Regions from separate parts of the Rattus norvegicus genome. Here regions 1 and 2 are each linked to region 3. The links are chromatin contacts, called in public Hi-C maps. All regions are on one chromosome and are shown on one strand. The core of a region is the stretch at or near the end of the contact, and the rest is flanking DNA. Distances in the headings are between cores, read along the strand shown.

The links. Hi-C and Micro-C count contacts between places; a contact is called where the count stands out from the background.
Region 1: a Hi-C map of liver shows a contact between it and region 3, with 4 times the contacts expected there. The contact joins two enhancer-like sites. A contact is called at or near these places in 2 of 12 Hi-C or Micro-C datasets (both in liver).
Region 2: a Hi-C map of liver shows a contact between it and region 3, with 7 times the contacts expected there. The contact joins two enhancer-like sites. A contact is called at or near these places in 2 of 12 Hi-C or Micro-C datasets (kidney and liver).

What each region holds. Positions count from the first base shown.
Region 1 is chr16:85,262,300-85,266,027 of GRCr8, reverse strand. No RefSeq gene overlaps it. Among named protein-coding and RNA genes, the nearest start is that of Irs2, 74 kb to the right of the region's middle. Within about 2 kb of position 1,402, at least 2 of the 93 cell types and tissues checked have an H3K27ac peak or open chromatin away from gene starts, as enhancers often do. A contact at or near this core is called in liver, where this site is marked.
Region 2 is chr16:85,020,738-85,024,441 of GRCr8, reverse strand. No RefSeq gene overlaps it. Among named protein-coding and RNA genes, the nearest start is that of Col4a1, 140 kb to the right of the region's middle. Within about 2 kb of position 2,096, at least 40 of the 93 cell types and tissues checked have an H3K27ac peak or open chromatin away from gene starts, as enhancers often do. A contact at or near this core is called in liver, where this site is marked.
Region 3 is chr16:85,526,836-85,530,373 of GRCr8, reverse strand. LOC120097571 (a long non-coding RNA gene) reads right to left here. Exons shown (of 7, transcript XR_010058510.1): 2 at 842-985. Among named protein-coding and RNA genes, the nearest start is that of Irs2, 340 kb to the right of the region's middle. Within about 2 kb of position 1,468, at least 9 of the 93 cell types and tissues checked have an H3K27ac peak or open chromatin away from gene starts, as enhancers often do. A contact at or near this core is called in liver, where this site is marked.

The sequences.
Region 1 (3,728 bases), core at 153-2,652, 260 kb after region 3:
GGCCAGTGGCCTCGCAAAAAAGACCCCTGAGTCCATCTAAGGGTGCAGTCTGAAAGCTCTGCTTCACAAAGGGAGGATTCACTAATGGACTTCATGGATCCAGGCAGGCAGAGGTGACTGGAGTCTGGCTGCAGAAGAAGAATTCCCCACCCAGTGCTGTTTCAGGTCTGAGGGGTTTGTTACACGTCAGCGTTTCTCAACCTGATGATGTCACTAATCTCTAGGTCCAAGACTGCCCACCTGTACTCCAGGACATCCTGTGATTGCCTCTGTTGAACCCCCACGGAGCATATGGCACCCCAAGATCAAACAAGGGATTAAACAAATTGACGTCAGATCTCATCCTACAGGACTACAAAGAAGGTTGGATCAGCGACCGATGCATCTTTCCAGAATGGGGCGTGGCCTTCCAGGCGCCTGTGCCGCCTTAACTATCACTTCATAGAAATAAGTATGCCGCCCGGAGAGCACAGGGTCCGGGTTGTGTCCAAGCAGTCCGCCCAGTCGCCTCCTGTGTAAAACCCAGCAAGAAGCAGAAAACAAGCAATTTGGCTCAAGGTCAAGTCTAAACTTGTAACCTGAGCAGCAAGGGTGGGTGTATTTGCAACAAGAGCAGGTCAACTAGGGAAAAGGTGATGTTTACCCCACTCTGTAAGAATTCACTGCTTCTCAGCAGCGGCTTCCCCTTGGAGGCCCAGAGGCCTCTGGCTCTGGCTCCATTGAGTCTGGGCTAAAGGAAAAGTTAGGCAATGGTCAGTCAGGGGGGCCTGGAGATCCACAGCCTGCTGTGACTAGATCAGCAGGCCAGAATGAAGACAAATACAGAGAAAAGGGGCAGGTGAGGGGGGCTGAGCACAGGGAAGCCCAAACACGTGGACTCAGTGTGTCAAGCAGAGGTCCACCCTGAGTGGCTCTGATAGGGGACAGAGTGGGAGAGAAGGGCTCTGTGAGGTCCCACACCTTGTAGCTGCTGGGCGCTTGTGTCCCCCAACCTGCCATTTGCAGAGTCATTGCGACTGGATTTCCAAGGATCTCTCCATTTGCAAGTGTTTTGGAAGCACACGCAGGTGTGGAGAAGGCAAGAACAAATCGGGACTTCTGCACTAAAGTCCATGCCGCGGCTGATATCTGTGATGGTGCAGGAGCTGGGGTGCGGGGACCAGGGACCACAAACACATACAGTCCTGCAAGTCACGCTGACACCAGTGGACAGGGCTCACAGTCTGCACACGTGAGCAGACAGCCTCTGTGGGTACACTGACTGAGGACGAGTCTGTGCTTGTGTTTAAGACGGTCCCGGGGTGTCACCATGGCTGCAAGGGGACTCTTGGTTATCTAGGGAATCAGAAAGTTAGGCCATAATCAAGCCTACCATTGTGAAACTGGACTGTTTTCTCTCTATGCTGAAAGAACTCAGTCAGTCGTTTTGCAAGCCCCGTCCCAGGAGCACAGCTGCCCAGGAGCTGTCTCAGCAGCTGCTTGGAAACGGCTGGGTTTTGTTCTTACGTTTTCTTATCGGTTCAAGTGTTTCTTGGCAGATAAGCCAACAATTTAAGGAAAAGGTAACCCACTGGGGAGGTTTTTTACACCGAGAAAGGTTTTTCTCTTGTTCTTAACCTTGAAAGTGCCCTTGGGAAGGGCCATAGCTTTCAGGGTAAAACCCTTCCTCTAGCCAGAGCACATTGTGATGTCTGAGGGACCATCGTCTGAGGTGCGTCACATTTCCTGTATCCTGTCTTGGAATATAACAGAGAGGTGCTTTCTAAAACGCACCTTTCCTGCCTATAAGGATGAAGCTGCCTTGTTTTTATTCTTGCTCCTTTTTTTTTATTTTTCCATGTCTATTTTTATTTTATTGCACGTACATTTTGTAAGACGCCCTATGTTCCTTTTGGAAGGCGCATAAATAAGTTACTTGAACGAAGCACAAATCAAAACAAACACCAGGCCTCCCCAGACCAAGTCCAGGAATACAGAGCTTCAGCGTTTCTGAGTAGTCATTCACTCAATTACTTATTTGTTAGGTGAATAATTAATCCACGAGAGCCTGTCCTAAGCCGGCCACACAGCTCTAGGTTGGGTTGCCCCAGACCAGATGAAATACTCTGGGGAACTGATATCCCGAAAGGGAAACTGATTTAAGGTGAATCTACCTAGGTGGGAAGGCAGCAGTGCCAAGGAGAGAGGAGGGCAGGTGTTAGCACTTGTCTTAGTCAGGGTTCTCTGGAGTCACAGAACTCATGGGCAGTCTCTATACAGTAAGAGGATTGGTTGATGACTTACAGTCTGTATTCCAACTCCCCAGCAATGGTCAGCAGCAGCTGTGAATGGAAGTCCAAGGATCTAGCAGTCCCTCAATCTCACAAGGCAGGCAGGCAAAAAAGAGGGAGACTCTTCCTTCTTCCAATGTCCTTATGCAGGTCTCTAGATTAAAGGTGTATCCCAGATTAAAGGTATGTACCACCATGCTTGGATCTGGGGCTTGCTTTGTCTTGGGTGACCTTGAACTCAAGAGATCTCCTTACCTCAAGCTCCTGAGATTCATAGCCACTATGCCTCAAGATCTCCATACCAAGATCCGGGTCAGAAACTTATATCTCCCAGCCTCAAGATCGGGAGCAAAGGTGAGCCTTCCAATTCTGGATTGTAGTTCATTCCAGATACAGTCAAGTTGACAGCCAGGAGTAGCCACTACACCCTTGCTTAGGAACACACTGTAGAAGCAGTGGTGTTAACCAGGGAACAGAGAGGAATATGAGAAATATGTGGGGCTGTCTGTATACATGGCCAAGAAAACGCAGGTGCCCATTCTGTGGACAGGTCTCTCTCTCTCTCTCTCTCTCTCTCTCTCTCTCTCTCTCTCTCTGCCCCTCTCTGTCTCTCTTTCTATCTCTCTTTCTGTCTCTCTTTCTCTCTGTGTCTCTCTCTGTCTCTCTCCTCTCTCTGTCTCTCTGTCCCTCTCTGTCTCTCTCTGTCTCTCTCTATCTCTCTCTCTCTGTGTCTCTCTCTCTCTGTGTCTCTCTCTGTCTCCCTCTCTCCCCTGTCTCTCTCTCCACTCTCTGTCTCTCTCTCTCTGTCTCTCTCTTTCCTCTCTCTGTCTTTCTGTGTCCTTCTCTGTCTCCTCTGTCTCTGTCTGTCTGTCTCTCTCTGTCTCTCTGTCTCTGTCTCTCTCTCTGTCTCTCTCTCTCTCTTGAATACATCTGGTCATCAGGCCTCTGTAATGCTGATGTTTAAGTTACTGCAACGTCTTTCATGCAGCAGGTACCAGTGCTCTGGGCTAAAAGTCTTTGTCACTGAGGAATCCTGACACTGTTTCCAGCAGGTGCTCCTGTGAGCATGGCCTTAGACAGAGCATTCTTTACCTTCTCCTATGGCTGGGCTCTGGTCCTTCCTCCAACTCTGTAATAGGCAATATCCACCATTAATGGGAACACACCTGCAATCCTGGCAAAGCCCCTAGCCCTGCTCAAGCCTGTCGCTCTGCTTTTCTGAACAGCAGTGGAGAGGCTCCTCCTGGGACCCAACTCCCTGAAATCAACAGCCAGGCCTCCTGGCCTCACCTGCTCAAGAATAAAGCAGCTGCCCCGAGCTCAGGCTGGGCCTTCTCCACCTTGCATGGCCTTGAGGCTGTGGAAGATTGGGATTATGATCATCTTAAAGTGGAACTCGAAGGCCATAGCAGCTGTTTCCAAAGAAGCCTTGTATTGTGGCATTTGCGGGACATTCAG
Region 2 (3,704 bases), core at 847-3,346, 510 kb after region 3:
TGAGGGCTTTGAAAAAGTCCCAGGAACCCAGGCCTTTCTGCTGCTTGTCCGCACGGTCTTGCATTCTGCAAGGCTGTGGATGTGTAGGGCCCAGTAAGGAGCAGCCAGGATTCTTACCTTGCTGTGTGTTGAGCAGCATGGCGAGAGTCTGTGAGGACCTGTGGTGGGTACTGAGCTGGATGCCGATACAGAAGACAGGTCCTCCTCAGGTTCAAGGGGACAGATGGCAGGTCTATGGCAGGGAGAGCCTGTTTGCTAATGTGGTGAGGGTGGTGGGTGACAGAGCTGGGATTCTTGACTCACTCTGTCTTAGGAGCTGCTTTAAACTTCTGGGACAGTTTATCAATTCCCTGTTAGCTCCTCTCTTTCCTTCCCCATGCACAGAGGTGACATGGGGCACTAAGAATTGGCATTTCATGTTTTCATCAGTCAAGGACTTACTGCTTTGTCACAAGGTTTGGGGACCCTTCTCCTCTCCTCACAAGTATTCCCAGAAGCAACAGGGCCCACAGATGAAGGCAGTGACGATGCCACACTCCCTGTGAAGTGATTATTCAGGGGAGAGAAGTGAAGGCTGGAGGGGACAGGTGGCAGTTTTGCTCACGGCCCCCAGGCTGTGGCAGGGTGAGCTCCAGGGGTCTAACTGCAGGTAGAGCTGGGATTTTTCTGGGTTCTCTTTTGTGTTTGGGAGAGCCCTTCAGCATGAGCAGTGAAAGAGTGTACCCCAAAAGCACATGCTGATGCTGGGGGGCTGGCTTTTACATTTCAGTCCAAGGAGCCTAATGGGGTTGCTGACCTCATCCTTGAGACTTGAAGGCCATAGGCCAGCCAGAAGGCCTCCGAGGTTAGGCCAGGTCTAGGCCCAGGAACCAGGAAAGATTTGACAAGAGGAGAGAGAGCTTCCTGGTGGAACTACAGAACCAACAGTAGAACAACCAGTCTGCGAGAGAATGGTGCGTCCTACCCAAACCCATCTTCAGAGTCTTGCTATAATCTAGAAGAAATACCGAGTCTGTGGGCTTGAGTCTGAGTTGATCTTAAGGTAGGGCTCACGGGCCTGAGCAGCAGATGGAGCAGAGGCAAGGACTCCCCCCGGACTGCACTTCCAATGAGCTTGGGACCAGCAGTGGATGGTGGGAGGATAGCTCAGCCTGAGGTTTACGTCTTCACAGCTATCGTTTACTCAGAGAAAATTGAACGGTATTTAGTAACAGACTTCGGGAGCACAAAAACCTCTCAGCCTCACAAAGGAAGCCCTGCTAGGTGAATTACACCACCAAAATGGCGTGTTCAAGTCCTACCCCAGAAGCCTATGGACAGCAGCTTAGCCGGCTCCTCACAGGGACTCCCGTTTCTGCAGCTATGACAACTTAGAACAAGACAAGATTTTGAGGGCCTAGCCAGAGCCAGGATCCATGTAAAGAGAGGGTGGTGTGGGCACACAAACGGAAAGAGTAACATGGATCACGGGGCTAGGACTGGAGTGCCACAACTGGATCCAAAACTGCTAGAAGCAGGAGAGACCTTCCTACGAGCTGCGGGATCACTCAGCCTGCACACATCAACATGCAGAACTAGAAGGGAAGAGACTCCGGTGGTTCTGAGCCCTGAGGACTCTGAGACGGTGAATATATAACCTTCACTTTCTGGGTGAGCGCAGTGAGATCAGAACTGGACACTCGGGGTTGGGGATTTAGCTCAATGGTAGAGCGCTTGCCTAGCAAGCACAAGGCCCTGGGTTCGGTCCCCAGCTCCGAAAAAAAGAACAACAACAAAAAAAAAAGAACTGGACACTCAGCAGGGAGGTGGGAAGCGGCCAGAGGCCAAGCCTCACTCTGTCCGGCTTCCCAGAGATTCCGCTCACATGCCCCTCTTTGAGGTCCTCTACGCCCTGCGATGGGAATCACTTCTGCAGGACCCGCCCACAGACCTCCAAGGAGCAGCTGGGAGAAGAGGCACCGGAGGCTCCCAGGCTGCTGAGCCTTCGGTCACATGCTGCTGGCAGCCGCGGGCTCACGTGGGTGCCAAGTGCTCCATTGAGCCGTTGGCATGCCTGGCATCCTGGTTGCTCTCTGTGGACGCGGGTGAGTCACAGAGAGAGCGTCATTAACTGCTCGCGTCAGGGCCACACCAAGGCATCAGACCCAGGACACAGGAGCCCCTAATATAGACACATGCAAGTAGTTCTTGTCAGCAGCTCAAGCCCGGGGATCACCCTGGGAAGTCATGTGCGCTCCCTTGTCACCCACCCAGTGTGCCAAGGTGTCCTTTACAGGACACCACAGAAACCAAAACTGGCGCTGTGGCAGGGAGCCCAGGGCTGTCCTTTCCTACAACTGTAGCCAAAGAACACGGGTGGGGGTGAAGAGGCAGAGGCAGGGACTGGCACTGAGGGGTGGGGGATGTGGGAGCTGGTGCTCGTGTGTGTGTGTGTGTGTGTGTGTGTGTGTGTGTGTGTGTGTGTGTGCGCGCGCGCGCGCGCGCGCGCGCGTGTTTATGGGTGGATCCAGGTAATGGCTGCTCGACAGGAACCACAAGGAAAGCAGGAATGGGCCAACCAGGAGATGACCTGACCTTTCTGTTCAGGTTCAGGGCTGGTACCCTGGGAAAGGAGAGTGTCTCAGGCTGAGCCACTTTGTGTGGAGTGTGCTGCCCCCTAGGGGACAAACAGCCAGGGCGCTTAGGAACTAGAAATGAACCCCAGTTGCCCTTGGGTGATTTGAGGCTCTAGGCTTCAACCAGGAAGGGTAAATGGGGTGCGGTGCAGAGGATGCAGTTCTGTGGGGAGATTGGGGTACAGCAGTAGCATGTAGGGTACAGGAAAAGGGGATGGGGTGTAAGGACAGAAAGAGCACAGGAAGGGGAATGGGGTGCGGGAGGAAGGATCGGGTGCATAGAGGATGGGGTTCAGGGAGGATGAAGGACAGGGAGATTATGCAATGGGGAGATTATGGGATGCTGGGGATAACTGGGTTCAGTGGACGATGGGGTACAAGGAAGAGGATGGGGTGCGGGCTGGAGGCAGTTTCTGGGCCGCGATGGAAAGAGGCAATAGTACCTTGACTCTGCCCACAATAGATGACCTTTTGTGCCGTCCAACCCAAACTACCACTGACTGGACCCTGTAACTCTAGGTGCTTTGTGGCTCTGCATGCTAAAGAGACTTGGGTGGTCTGACCCCTGATCTCTGTGAACTTCATGGGAGATGGGGGATGGATTTACCTGTTCTGCATCATAAGTGGTCTTGAAAAACAGAACACTTGTCACATTGAAGGTAAATTTCCTTTTGTGGCATTTCCTCAAGTGGTAAGGCTATAACTACTGGGTCAGGTGTGGCTCTTGACCTGCCAAGAAGAGCAGCCACTCTGGGGCTGCCAGGGGCTAAGAAATAGCTTTTCCATCAGGGCTCCCAGAAGGAATCGTCCTTTGATAATGACTGGCTCAACCTAGTGAGACCCATGCCAAACGCCTGACCTCCAGAAAAGGGACGAGTCTCACTAGTAAGGTAGCAGTCACTTGTGGCTCATTATTGCAAAAAGGTACCAAGGGAGAACGTCTTCATTCCACACTTCTGGGAGTGAAGAGGCTTGTAGACAGGAGGGAGACACGGGGAAAGACAGACAGACCAACCATAGGTGCCAGCCTAAGTTATCAGTAATCACAGAGGTGTGCCAAATTAAACTCCTCCCAGCTTATCTCCTCTT
Region 3 (3,538 bases), core at 219-2,718:
GCAGTCATGTGGACTGCCCTAAACCAGGTTCCAGTTACACAAATTATCTAGTTATCTCTAGAAAGCAAATTATAGTTTTGTGAATTCATAACAGAGATGAGTAGTTGGTGCGATTTCTTGAGCCTCCTGAGATGGGAGTAAGAAAGGAAATATGTTTAGCTATTCTTTGTCTGGGGAGCAAACAGGTTGACAGCAGGTCTGCCCAGACTCTGTGATAGTTTGAATGAAAAAAATGTCCCCTTAGGCTTTTGTATGTGGACACTCGGTCCCTGGTTGCTAGAGCTGTTTGGGGAGATTATGGAATCTTTATGGGAAGAAGTCCTGCTGGAGGAAGTTCCCCGTCTCATCACATTTCCTGCTGGGGCTTTCTGTGTACAGATAAAAATGTGAAAAGCTGGCCTCCTGCTCCTATCACACACCAGGCTTTTCCCACCATGGTGAACTCTATCCCTCTGAACTATAAGGCAGAATAAACTCTTTGCCTTTGGTCGTGGAGGTATCAAAGAAATAGAAAGAATACCACACACACACACCCCACAAACATACACACATAGACATAAACATATATACACATACATACACATACACACACATATATATACATATATATACACATACATACAATACACAGACACACACCATACACACAAATATGCAAACATACTAAATACATACATACACATGTATCGCACACATACATACATATATACACATACACATACATACACATACACAAACATGCTACAGGCATACATACACACACATACACACACACACACACACACACACACACACACACACACACCACTTTTAAAAACCTTTTTAAAAGTGTTTTGCTCACCTAGATAGTAAAGTGGGGCATGTGAGGACAGAAGGGACTTCATGGGTGAGAGGAAAGGGGATGCTTCAGGCCAGTTGCTTAGGTGATGTTCTCTATATCACAACTGCTCACTTGAACTCTTGGTTTGTAGAATCAGGGCGTTTCCTATGGTGGGAATAGCAGATGTGAGAATGATCTGGAAGATTCTCAGCCCCTACCGTGTTGTCCTTGACTCCTGCTCCCACCCCTGCCCTGTGACCTTGTTATTGTGACTGGCCCTACTGTGTGCTCCCGAGTGACTTGATAGATTGAGTGCTGTATCCCACAGCTATACTGAGAGGCTGGAGAGGGAAAGGTTTGAAATATGTGAAAGGGAAATGAGTCATGGACTGCACTTAGTCATGGCCAACTTTGTCTGAGTGTGACTAAAGTGAGGTGTATGATCTCTTTACATTCTGTCAGCAGAAGGCAAACGACTAAACTCTTTATACCTGTAACAATAAGTAGCTCTCTGGACTGGAGTGTTGAATGGAAGTCATGGCATACACAGAACCAACGTTCTGTGAGGTCCTCCCACACAGAGGGAGTCACCCCGAGCCTGATACAGCCCTGTTTCATTTCTGTCTCTCTGCCTGGGGACATCAGCCATAGACAGCTGTAGCAGAAGCGCTTGCCAGTAGTTCTCATGGACACAGGGGATGGCCCTTACAAAGGTCACAGCAGCCTGACACGTGACCTTGGATGTCCCTTCCACACCTGTCTTCATGGCACTTCTCTACTGAGAACGTGTTAAGTCACAGCATTTGAGCAATACCAAAACCAAAACAAAACAAAGTGGGGGAGGGATTTCACAGCAGCCACTACACAATCACCCATGGCTGAATAATTACTTCACCCTAGAGGACAGGGTGTGTTACAGAGGCAGCTTCGGCTGTGGTAATGAGTATAGGAGGCTGCTTGGTCACTTCTCAAATGTGACAGGAAGCAGAGAAATGTAGTGAAGCAGGGTGTGATGGTTTGTATAGGCTTGGGCCAGGGAGGAGCCTATTAGAAGGCATGGCCTTGTTGGAGTAGGTGTGTCACTGTGGGTGTGGGCTTAAGAACCTCATCCTAGCTGCCTGGATTGAGTCTTCCACTAGCAGCCTTCAAATGCAGATGTAGAACTCAGCTCCTCCTGCACCATGCCTGCCCAAAGGCTGCCATGTTCCCACCTTGGTGATAGCAGACTGAACCTCTGAACCTGTAAGCCAGCCCCAATTAAATGTTGTCCCTTACGAGACTTGCCTTGGCCATGGTGCCTGTTCACAGAGGTAAAACCCTAACTAAGACACAGGACTAGGCTCTAAAATACTCTTTCTCCCCCTAGGCCTGAAGGTGTTTCCCAAAACAGTACCGCAGCTGGGGTCTGAGTGTTCAAACCCTTGAAGGGACATTTCACATCCCTGTCAAGGGTCCCTCACTCAAATCAGTTCTTCTGTGCAGCTCAATATTTCTGAGAGGATAATGAAACAAGTCTTTACTGTTCAGGTCAGTTAGAAACTAAAGATAGTTCCTCTGCCCTCCAACTCTATTCTTCAACTTTGAACATGTTCAGAGAAGATGTATTTTTCCGATGCTGATGAGCAGGACCTCACAGGCCTAGCGCAGTCAGTGGCTAATTTGCACGAGTTTTGTGGGTAGCTAGGTACTGACTAGACATCTTTTTCTTACTTCTTTTTTCAAGCACCAAAGTAAAGATTGTTGGGAATCACACACTTCCTTGCCCAGAATCTGGTGGCCTAGATGAGCAGAACTGAGATGTGGCATCTGCTGTTGAGTGAAGCCTTGGGGTATAACTGGGAGCTGGCGGAAGAGGTAGTCAGCCTTCATCCACCCTTGTAACGTTTTCTCTCAATATGGCTTTGTCTCATAAAACCATGCCGGGAGAAGATGAAAGCAGGCATATGCCCACCACATTGGATCTGGAGTGTATTAGATGATTGTACTTGTGCTAGCATGTTCTGCCTTGCTCTCACTGGGGTACCATTGAGTGGACTTGTTACTGAAACCTAAGTGGCAGAGAGACTTCAGAGACAACCATAGGCCACTGATAAACGCTGCATTAGTCACTTTTCTGTTGCTGTGATAAAAATACCATGACTTGGAGCAATTTAAGGAAGCGAATGTTTATTTTTGGCTTTCAGTTGCAAGAAGCTAGAGTCTGTTGTGGTGGGGGAGGCATAGCATGCAAACCAAAGAACTTTGGGGTCTCTGTGTCCTTCATATGCAGCAGAGAGACCAATTGCAGGAGACAAGGATGCATTTCAGTTCAACACAACTAAGTCCGGTTGTGGTAGTTGCAATAGGTATGGTCCCCATAGACTCATGTGTTTGAGTGTTCGGCCCATGGAGCATGGCCCTATGGGGAGGTGTGGATTTGTTGGAGTAGGTGTGCCCTTGTTGGGGGAAGGGTGTCACTGTGGGGGTGAAGCTTTGAAGTCTCATATATATGCTTAAGTCTGGTCAGTGTGATCCAGACTCCTACTGCTGCTTTTAGATTAAGATTCGGAACTCTCAGCTCCCTCTCCAGTACCATGTCTACCCACCATGATGATAGTAGACTAAACCTCTGAAACTGTAAGCCATCTCCAATTAACTGTGTTCCTGTGAAAGAGTTGCCACGGTCATGGTGTCTCTTCATAGCAATAGAAACCCAAACTGAGACACAAGGGTTCTGAG